Regions from separate parts of the Mus musculus genome. Here region 1 is linked to region 2. A link is a contact called in public HiChIP or PLAC-seq data. All regions are on one chromosome and are shown on one strand. The core of a region is the stretch at or near the end of the contact, and the rest is flanking DNA. Distances in the headings are between cores, read along the strand shown.

The links. HiChIP or PLAC-seq counts read pairs in DNA pulled down with a chosen protein or histone mark.
Region 1: an H3K4me3 HiChIP or PLAC-seq map of bone marrow-derived macrophages shows a contact between it and region 2, with 7 times the contacts expected there. The contact joins the enhancer-like site here to the promoter of Calcb in region 2. A contact is called at or near these places in 18 of 39 promoter capture datasets (the 3T3-L1 cell line, cranial neural crest, embryonic stem cells and 7 more), 24 of 484 Hi-C or Micro-C datasets (B cells, the G1E-ER4 cell line, adipose-derived mesenchymal stem cells and 13 more), 20 of 115 datasets of contacts at active chromatin or transcription factors (bone marrow-derived dendritic cells, bone marrow-derived macrophages, embryonic forebrain and 10 more) and 2 of 9 other capture datasets (embryonic stem cells and macrophages).

What each region holds. Positions count from the first base shown.
Region 1 is chr7:114,277,419-114,282,398 of GRCm38.p6, forward strand. No RefSeq gene overlaps it. Among named protein-coding and RNA genes, the nearest start is that of Psma1, 3.8 kb to the left of the region's middle. Within about 2 kb of position 3,698, at least 18 of the 459 cell types and tissues checked have an H3K27ac peak or open chromatin away from gene starts, as enhancers often do. A contact at or near this core is called in bone marrow-derived macrophages, stem cell-derived epiblast-like cells and trophoblast stem cells, where this site is marked.
Region 2 is chr7:114,716,060-114,721,186 of GRCm38.p6, forward strand. It overlaps Calcb (calcitonin-related polypeptide, beta), which reads left to right and starts at 2,584. Exons shown (of 5, transcript NM_054084.2): 1 at 2,584-2,663; 2 at 3,676-3,771; 3 at 4,015-4,155. The coding sequence starts at 3,683.

The sequences.
Region 1 (4,980 bases), core at 2,448-4,947, 440 kb before region 2:
CCTCTTCCGGCTACCGTGACGCTTGTGCATACATGTTGTACTTCTTTTTTTTTTTTTAAATATTTTTTATTAGGTATTTTCCTCATTTACATTTCCAATGCTATCCCAAAAGGCCCCCATACCCTCCCCCCCCCCCCCACTCCCCTACTCACCCACTCCCACTTTTTGGCCCTGGCGTTCCCCTGTACTGGGGCATATAAAGTTTGCGTGTCCAATGGGCCTCTCTTTCCAGTGATGGCCGACTAGGCCATCTTTTGATACATGTTGTACTTCTATACAGAGAAAATACTCATAGACATAAAATAGTTTAAAGCACCCAAATTAGCCCATCTACTTTTGAGATTTCTTTTAGAAGATGTTATAAAAATCTTCACAATTCTTTTCTATAGTCATGTGCCTCACACAAATACATGTTTTAAGATAAGATTATACTAAACTGTCTCTTACTAATACACTTAAAAAGTTTTAGCCAATTTACCATGCCTGTAGGTAATGACCTATATTAATTTTAGTAGTTGCATGGAAGTCTATCATGTGGAAATATAATAATCTAGTATCGGTGAGATCTTAGCAGGTTTTTGCTGTTATTAAAGTAATATGACTATTCTAGTGTACACCTTTTGTGTGTTTGATGAATTTATAACATGTGAGGTCAAAGGGAAGATAGTTATAATTACAATAAATATATGTTAGTTATAAGATGGAATATCAACTTATATTCAGTGGTGACTGACAGGCCACTTTGTATATACTTTCAGCAGCACCATGGGTATTGTGTATTCCTTCTAACTTGTCAAACTGATGAGCAGAAAAAGAAAAAAAAATCCTCTAATTTGAGTGTGCTTTGTCTTTTCATTACTAGTAATAATATTTTTGTGTTTCTTCACTGTTCCTCCAATGATTAAGGAAGTTACTTAATGATTTGCCCTTGATTTTGCTTTTGTTGTTTTCTCATTAGCTTGTAGTTATGATAATGATGCCACTGTGGTCCTACGAAGGAAAGATCTTTCTAGAAACAAAGAAAAGAAAATCCTCATTCTGGCTCACATAAAAGCTGGTGTGTATGTCTGTGTTTATTGTAAATGTACAACAGGAAACCATATAAACAGTCAAGGATAGGAATTTTGGTTTTGTGAGTTTTTTTGGATTTTTGGTTTTATTTTTTCTCTGTGTAATCCTGTCAGTCCTGGAATTTGCTCTGTAGACCAGGCTGGCTTCAAACTTAGAGATCTACCTGCCTCTGCCTCCTGAGTGCTGGGATTAATGGTATGCACAAAGGGGTGCACTACTATGCAGGGGAAGATCGGAAGTTTTAACTTAAAATCTTCTTTTGAGACAATATCCTACTATTTAGCTTTGTCTGGTCTGGTACTTACTGCATAGATTGGGCTAGCATCCAACTTAGAAATCCAGCTGTCTCCAGAGTGCTAGGACTAAAAGTATGTACCACCACAACTGGCTCACTTTAAAATTTTTTACTGAAGCATTCATCATATCTGGCAGAAAGCTTGGGGAGCTTGGGATACCGTATGGTATTCACTAAATCTTGATTAAATTAATGAAAAGTCTAATGAAGGGCTGGAGAGATGGTTCAGCAGTTAAGAGCACTGACTGCTCTTTCAGAGGTCCCGAGTTCAATTCCCAACAACCACATGGTGGCTCACAACCATGTGTAATGGGATCTGATGCCCTTTTCTGGTGTGTCTGAAGACAGCTGCAGTGTACTCATATAAATAAAAAATAATAAATCTTTTTAAAAAAGAAAAGTCTACTAAAAATGGACCTATCATTCCTAAAAATGCCCTTTTGATTTCTATCTTCTCAGAAAATAATATGATATTCTTTCTTTATTCACAAAGCTCCACTTACAGGCCAAGAGAAGAGGCAGGCCGTTCTGGCACTCTCTTTCTGTCTCTCTCTGTCTCTGTGTTTCTCCTTAAGGTCCTAAAGCACATGTTACATTTTTAGTTCTTCTATACCTGTTTTTGAAGATTTGGCTAATGATGCTGAAAAATTGATCAACAAAGACATCTTGTGGGAATGCCAGCTCAGCAAACCATGTTAGTAAGCTAGGTCAGGATTTTTAGTTTTATTTAAATAATTTTATTTTTATTTATTTTTCATGTGTGGGTCGTTTGCATGTATGTATGCATATGTGTACCATATGCATATAGTGTTGATGAAGGCCAGAGAGGGCTTCAGCTTCCTTTCTACTGGAGTTAACAGAGGTTTATAAGCTGCCATGTGGGTGTTGGGAGTACAGCCTGAGTTCTCTGGAAGAGCAGCCAATGTTCTTAACTGCTGAGCTGTCTTTCCAGCCCAATGGCAACCATATAAGAGTAACTTCTAAATAAAAGCAAAGTTGAATTTTTTTTTTTCGTGAGGACTTGCAAATGTCTGTGGTGATCTGTATATGCTGAAGAAATGAGACAGAGCTGGTGCCACATACAAGTGAGTTTGTTCCCTCTGCATGGTGGAAACAAACCCAGTGTGGACTTCTTCCCTGCTTTCGAATGAACTATCTTAGAAATCTCATGACATTTTTGGTCTATCAAGTTAAAAAAAAAAAAAGCCAACAAATTGACTGAGGCTAACTAGTCCATTACTAATGTGAGACCAGTAATTAACACATTCATCATGGTGATAAAATATTAAAGGAGATGCTTCTTGGCTTCCCTAGCTTGAACAAATGGGTGATTATGTCCCTACCTGCGTATTCCCCTGTGCACTCTGTCCAGGCCAACTAGGCTGTCTTCAAAGGTGAAACAGGAAGGGAGACGGTTTAATGTCAGCTGCTTCAGTTCTGTGACTAAAGGTTGATTCCTGAGCTAGTGATGTTAACTTAACCCTGGTTACCGCTCGGGTTTTACAGAGACCCCCTTTGCTTCAGTGAGAACACACTGGTAACCTTGCACACATGGGTAAACGTACCTTCAGGCTATCAGCTCATCGCTAGGGACTTCAGGTCCGTGGCCATCTTCTTTGTATGGAATATTTTTGTCCTTTGATGTGGTCCTGTTTTTTTTGAAACAGGGTTTCTCTGTGTAGCCCTGGCTGTCCTGGAACTCCCTCTGTAGACCAGGCTGGCCTCGAACTCAGAAATCCGCCTGCCTCTGCCTCCCGAGTGCTGGGATTAAAGGTGTGCGCCACCACGCCTGCCTGATGTGGTCCTTTTCAATAGCACATTATGATCCAAAGAAACACTCTCAGAGGAATACTTTGCCTCAGATCTCAGTAACCATGGACTTTGACCAAACCCCAGACTCATTTTTCAGTGTATCAGCAAAATCCCCCCTAGCTCTTTGGCTCTGTGAAGGCCCAGAGTTTTGTCCATTCTGTTCACCATTTTTTGTTTGTTTGTTTGTTTTTTGTTTTGCTGTGTTTTTGTTTTTGTATTCCTAGAGTAGTGACTGTACATGAGAAAAGTATGTGAGCACTGGGTATATAAATCCCTCAGTGTAAGCCTGGCACCAGTCCACTGTGGCCTCTGACCCAATGGTTATATAGCAAAATTACACTAAATCCTTGAAGTTTCTTTCCCTAGGAATAGCTGAGGAAAAAGCTGTTGACTCACAACAATCCAAAAAAATTGCTCTAAAACCCTTCTAAACTAAATTTCCTCCCTAGCTTAGGAGTGAGTAGAAGATAGTCAGGAATTGCAAAAGACTTCGTCTCCACCCATTCCCCCGTTACTGAGAATTTCTGCTTTTGGTGGTTTTCCATTTTATGGTGGAATAGTTGGCATTTGACTTCCTTGGATCCTCAGCCAAACTCGAGGCAGACTCCCATCTTACCACTCACATTCTTAACCTCACTTGTTTACAGATTGTCCCTTTCTATCAAACCTTCACCCCTGAGAGACAAGAACTAGACCGTGCATATGCATATACATGGCACGTGTCACACAAACTCGGTGCCCAGTGAAATGTAACTGGCAAGACAGGACAGCCAGGGCTACACAGAGAAACCCTGTTTCAGCACGTGAAGGGACAGCTTAAGTTTGCTCCTTAGGACTTACATGGTGGAAAGAGAACTGGCTCCTGCGGTGTCTATAAAGTCCACATGCATATATACATATGCACACAAATGATAAAGGAAGAAAGTCAGACAGACTTAGCTGGTATCCCCAGACAGGTCCTGTGGCTCCCTTTTGCTTCCCACAGCCCTAACAGTAAATACAGGTTTTGGCTGATGATGTCTTTAGCCAGGAGCTAAAAAATTGATCAACAAAAATGTTGTAGGGTAACCAATCCAGCAAAGCAGTATTCCTTTAAAGCCATTAGTAAGCGAGGCCAGACTTTTAGGGTAAAGGTAATTTCTAGGGCCTGAAGAGATGGCTAAGGTACTTGCTGCTCTTACAGAGGTCTTGCTTGGGTTTGTTCAGTTCCTAGTACCCAACAGCCTGTAAGTTAAGTTTCAGGGAATCCAGTGCCCTCTACTGGCCTCCACAGGCATCTCAACCAATGAGTATAACCCTGGATCCACATACAACAGTGTTTTAAATTTCCATCAGGGGGCAGGAGACATGATTCTCTTTCTCGTGTGAAAAAAAAAATCTGTCAAAATGGAGTTTATGTTATACTTCTAGAACTATTTTCACATTTGGAGTTTGGAATGTCAGACATCCGGGTGCACATATGAAATAAGTGGGGGCAGCTGTGTGGAGGTCTAAGCTGGTGCGTGAGTTAACTTTTCTGGTTCCTGCAACAAACTACCCGGCAAAAGCAACTTAAGGAAGGAAGGATTTCTTTTGGCTCACAGTTGGAGGGTGCAGTCCACTGTGGCTGGAAACTTGAGGCTGCTGGACACTGGGTACTCACAGCCAAGAAGCAAAGAAGGTGGGTATTTGTGTTCACCTATTAACCATCACAGCTGGGAACCCTAAAGTGGGGGGTAATTTTCATAGACTAGAGTGAGAATAGAAAAGAGTTATAAGACCTGTATGCTGGAGTTCTCCAAAATTATGGTTGATTATGGTAG
Region 2 (5,127 bases), core at 1,334-3,833:
GATTCTAGGCTGACGGCCTCTGGAAGTGTTCATTGGTTCACTGTTATCACTCTTTCTAACTTCACCAGTTTGTTCTGTATATACTATGCACCATTCACGGGGCAAGGAAGTAAGGAATTTAAAAAACAAAAACAAAAACAAAAACAGGTCAAATAATTCTGGGTATACAGAGAGGTAACTGGCCCTGTGGGGCTCCTAAGAAGATAACCAACTTGCTGAACTGGCTGTAATTATTTTTGTTGGTCAGGGATGCTGGATGCCTTTACAGAAACTACTGCATATTCTATCCTAGTCAGTCAGCACCAGGCTGTGTGTTGAGCACAGCTGGGGACTGTGCTCCTGACTGCCCTCTGGCTATCTTAAGACTTCTGAAAAGTTCAGGTGTTGCAGATATTATCTTTGGAGATATATATATATATATATATATATATATATGGTCTACTCTCAAGGTTCTGTGTTCTCCCAAATAAATAAATAAATATTCTGAGGTTTTCTCAGCAGACCGTATCAAGATTCCTGCTTTATCCCTCTTCTTACTTCTTGCTTCCTCATGCATGTTACTGATGGCTGGGTCAGACTGGAAAGCTGGAAGTGGGGCTATCTTCATCTACTCTCTCCCTTTTAATGATGGCCGAGTGCCCATGGAAAATGATGCTTGCAATTACTACATCACAGCTTTGCCAGACCCCAATGACAGTGACAGAAGTATGGGGATTCGGGTACTTTTCACCTCACAGATTCACCTTTACATTCTACAGGCACTTTTCAAGTCCCAAATCCAGAAGAGGGACACAGATGTCACCCTATTATTTGTAGGACTTTTGGAGAGAAGACCCTCAAACCAAAAAAGGTCATTCCCATGATTTTCCTTCCATCCAAAAGTGAACTCACAATCTAGATGGAGAAGGACCTTGTTTTCATGAAGAAATTCCTCTAGAGAGCATTGGTTGGGTGCCCTACCAATTACCAAAAAAAAAATCATTACAAAGCCATCCTATGCCTCTGCTGGGGGCAACTTTGATCTACATCTAGGTTCCTGGGGAAACTGCCTCCCATCCTCCTCACCACATTGAGGACTGGAGGCCAGCGGGAGTTTCCCAGTTGGGGTTTTTTTTTTAATTGAGGGAGGGTGGTATCATCTGCCCTTGCTCCAACAACTAGGACCTGAATCAGAAAAGTGACTCAGAGGACCTGAGTAAACACACTGAGTTCCTTTCTGATTCTCAGAAACTGAGGGCCAGGTGTGGATCTCCCAAGCCACAGGTATAGCCTTTTCCACACATTACTGGAACCCCCAGCAAGCTGGGCACTTGGAGAGTCCTTGTGCTGCAACCAAGCAGCGGAGAGGGAAAGCCTGAAGCCTTGGGAATGATGTCAGTTCACTTTCTAGTAGCTGAGCACCGCGTATCTTCTCCTCACACCTGGAAGAATGGGCGACGTGGAAAACAGGAGATACTCAGTTCTTTTTCTTGGGTGGGCACTTGTGATGCCCATGGTTAGGCCAGAGTGGTGATGTGCCTATCCCAGTGCACATAATTCATGCCTGATTCTGAAAGCAGAAATGTGAGATTATTTTTGGCCAAAGCTCAACTGATTTGGGTTAGTGCGTGCACACAGTCTTCTGCTGAAGGCAAGTGAACCGAGTATTCCTCAGTGACACGGTGTGTTAATGCCAAAGGTCACCTGCCAGCTGTCGGATGCCTGAACCTATGGATGCTTAACCAGCAGCTGAGTGAGTGTGAAAGTTCCCTGCTGACCCCTGGGTTGCTCAGGTGGCCTGTGCAGGACCCTGGCTCAGCTCTCAAGCTCTGCAGAGTGGGGTGGTGGAGATGCAGGGGAGGGGAAGGGAACTGCCATCTGAGCGCCAGCCTCCTGCTAGGCAAACCCGCCAGGGATGCTTGGAAGTGCTTTAATCTACACTGCTACAGCAGTGTGAGGTCTGGGGATTTGAATGGGGGCGGGGGAGGGATGTAAAAACCATAGCGCAGGATTTGGAAGGTCTGGTACAGGAGGAGAAAGCCCAGTTCCCTGTGCAGTCTGTTAGCCTGCTGCTCCACAATACTCTCTAGTTTCTATCCTTATTAGGTGATGGGAAGCACGCACTGCTAGAGTGCCCATTTGGGACAGGTATGACAGAAGTACCCTAATGTATCCAAGGACCCGCTTCTTCCTGTGACAGTCATCATCGTGGATGTATCTACTGAAGTCCTTTTAGAACCTGGGAGTGCTACTCAGCCTGCGTGGGAGTCCAGCTACGAGGTTCAGGTCCCCATTGGAGTGGGCAGCAAAAGGTTGTAGGCTGGAGTTCAGGTATTAAAGAGGTCGTGATGTCAAACTCAGGTTTGCTCACATTCTGGACGAATTCACCCTCTCTGTATCCTTACCCCACCCCCACTCCCACTCCTACCCGGTTCCTCAGCAATGACCTCAAAGACAGGGAGTGGACTGCTGCCTCCCTCCTGCAGAAGTGTAAGTAGCTCCAGCTATGACGTTATGGAAGCTCGGTCAGAGCTCTGATTGGTGGAAGAGCTACTGCGGACCCCCCACACCCTCAAGATCGAGAATAAGAGACCACGGCTCTGGGGACAAGACGCCTACAGCCGTGTGTGTGTGCTCTTCTGCAGTGGACACTTCACTCTCGCTGTTCCAACACGGGCTAGCAGGTGAGAAACTTAACTTCTCAACGCCTACAGCTCTCTCTCCTTTAGTTTGTTTCCTTTTGGTTGCTCTTTTTAATGCAGTATTTCACACTGTAGTCTAAGTTGGCCTGGCACCCACTATATAGCTCAAGTTGGTTCGTCTCAAACGCTAAGGTTCTCCTTTCTCAGCATCCTAAGGATGCGGATTACAGGCGCAAGCCACCACACCCCACTCTACTTGGATCCCTTTGCTGTCCTGGTTCCTTATCATTCCACATACATTTCCGCCTTCCTGCAGCCATTGTCAGAAAGTACAGTCTTGACATTTTCTTTTAACTAAAGTAAGTGGGACCCCTACGACTACTCAGCAGCACTGGAAGCTGGGCGACCCTATCTAGGCGCGTCTGTGCCCCCTCCTTGAGGGAAGGTGGTCTTGCCGCATCCTAACCAGTTTTAGGTTAAAGAGTTCCTTGGATTCGGGATTGGGGAGCACTGATCTTTTCTCTCAGATGTTTCCAGCCTTTAGCCTCCTGGGGTTATCAGCAAGCAGGTGGGTCTCGCTTCGCTGTGGGGAGGAGGAGTCCTCATCTGCGGTTCTGAGGTAGTTTAAAAAAAAAAATCTCCCAACTCTGCAGATGGAGAGAGGGGGATTAGTTCCAAGTTAACTTTCTTCCCCAGGGCAACCTCTCAGAAAGGGTGATTATAATAATTTCAACCTGTTAGAAATCCTTAGCAGCGGGACAGCAAGGCGCAGGGATCTCTGGGTGGTTTTTGGTTTCTTCACAGATGAGAGCCAAAGGGGCGCGGCACGTGTGTTCTCCTGCAAGCTGGGGGCAAATGAGTGCCGGTAGCTCCTCCTTGTTCTTAAACCGAGCAGAAACTGCAAACCACATCTACTCTCCCCCACTCGTTTCTGCTCTATCAAGCCACTCACCACACTGCATCTACTGCACGTTTTGAGAGCTGCAGTGTGGTAGGAGAAATAGAACCTGGGTCTATAGTCCTGAGCAATTGGACCATTCTTCTCTTCTTACAGAGACATCATGGACTTTTGGAAGTTCTTTCCTTTTCTGGCTCTCAGCAGCATATGGGTCCTGTGCCTGGCCAGCAGCCTCCAGGCTGCCCCTTTCAGGTAAATTAACCTGAATCAGAAGTGCAGTCTGGCTCTCCTCCGGCTGCCCCTGGGGTGTGTCAACTCTGCGGCTCTGTAGCCCTACTTGGTTATTGGTAATTCAGCGCCCTCATGTGGGAACTGGCCTAATGACCAGACCGCTACGCCCCTAGGGAAGAAGCAAGGGCTAGGAAGCTTGGTTTCTTATTTGGGGAGGAGATAGGCAGGGAATCAGAACCTGCACTGGCTTTGCTACCTCCACAGGTCCGCTTTGGAGAGCAGCCTAGACCTGGGCACCCTCGGCGACCAGGAAAAACATCTCTTGCTTGCTGCACTGATGCAGGACTATGAGCAGATGAAGGCCAGGAAGCTGGAACAGGAGGAGCAAGAGACTAAGGGCTCCCGGTAAGTCTCCTCCCCATCTGACCCCCACATGTAGGAGGACTTATTCCAGAGAGGTCGAGAGACAGTGGCCAGCAGTCCAAGGAACTAAACGTGAGTCCTAGCCTCCCACAGAGCTTCCAGTACCACCAGAGGGGCTCATAGTTGTTAGACACATTACAATGTTGTTTCTCCTGAAAACTCTTGGGAAAAGAAATGAGGAGATGTAGAAGGGATTTGGATTGCACTGATGGGGAAACATCAACATCGCTGAACCTGCTGAGGTAGGACTGGTAAGTGTGGTGCCAGAGGATGGACTAGAATTTCAGGAAGCTTTAACAGCTTCCAACATTTGCTGCTCTTTCAACTGTCAAGGAGCCTTCATTCCACACTTACAAGGAAAAGTTGTTGGGGTAGAAGGGGTCTGGGACAGGTAGCACAGAGTCTGAGGTAGGTCGGGGCATTCATAGATGTGTACACATTGTTACAGGGTCCCATGTTACATTGTTACAGGGCCCATGTGCTCCTAGCCCTGAAAGAGACCAACTCTGGCCTGGTTCCAAAGAAAAGCAATATGTTGACCTACACCCTGATCCACCGTCCCCCCCCCCCCACCCCAATCCCTGGCAGCATGAAAGACAAACAACACATGGAATGCCAGAAAGAGTCACCAATTTTCTTTGCCCTTCTCCACACTGTCCTGGCTTACTGCAACTCTGAGCCTTCCCAATGGAATTTGTGAGAACTCTACCTCTACCATCTCCTGCCCCAACTTCTAGTCCCCCTGCCTAGTTTAACCTGCTGACTGCCGTAAGATTAGCCCCTGGTGTTTAGTGCTGCTTGACATGTCTTCCCTGCCTGCAGTCTGGACAGTCCCAGATCTAAGTGGCATGGGATCTAAATAGGGTTCTGGGCATGTAGGTGCAGGATCTGAGCAACAGGATCTGAACAACGTTCCTGCCATCTCTGGTATGGACTCCAGGCCTGAAACACCAT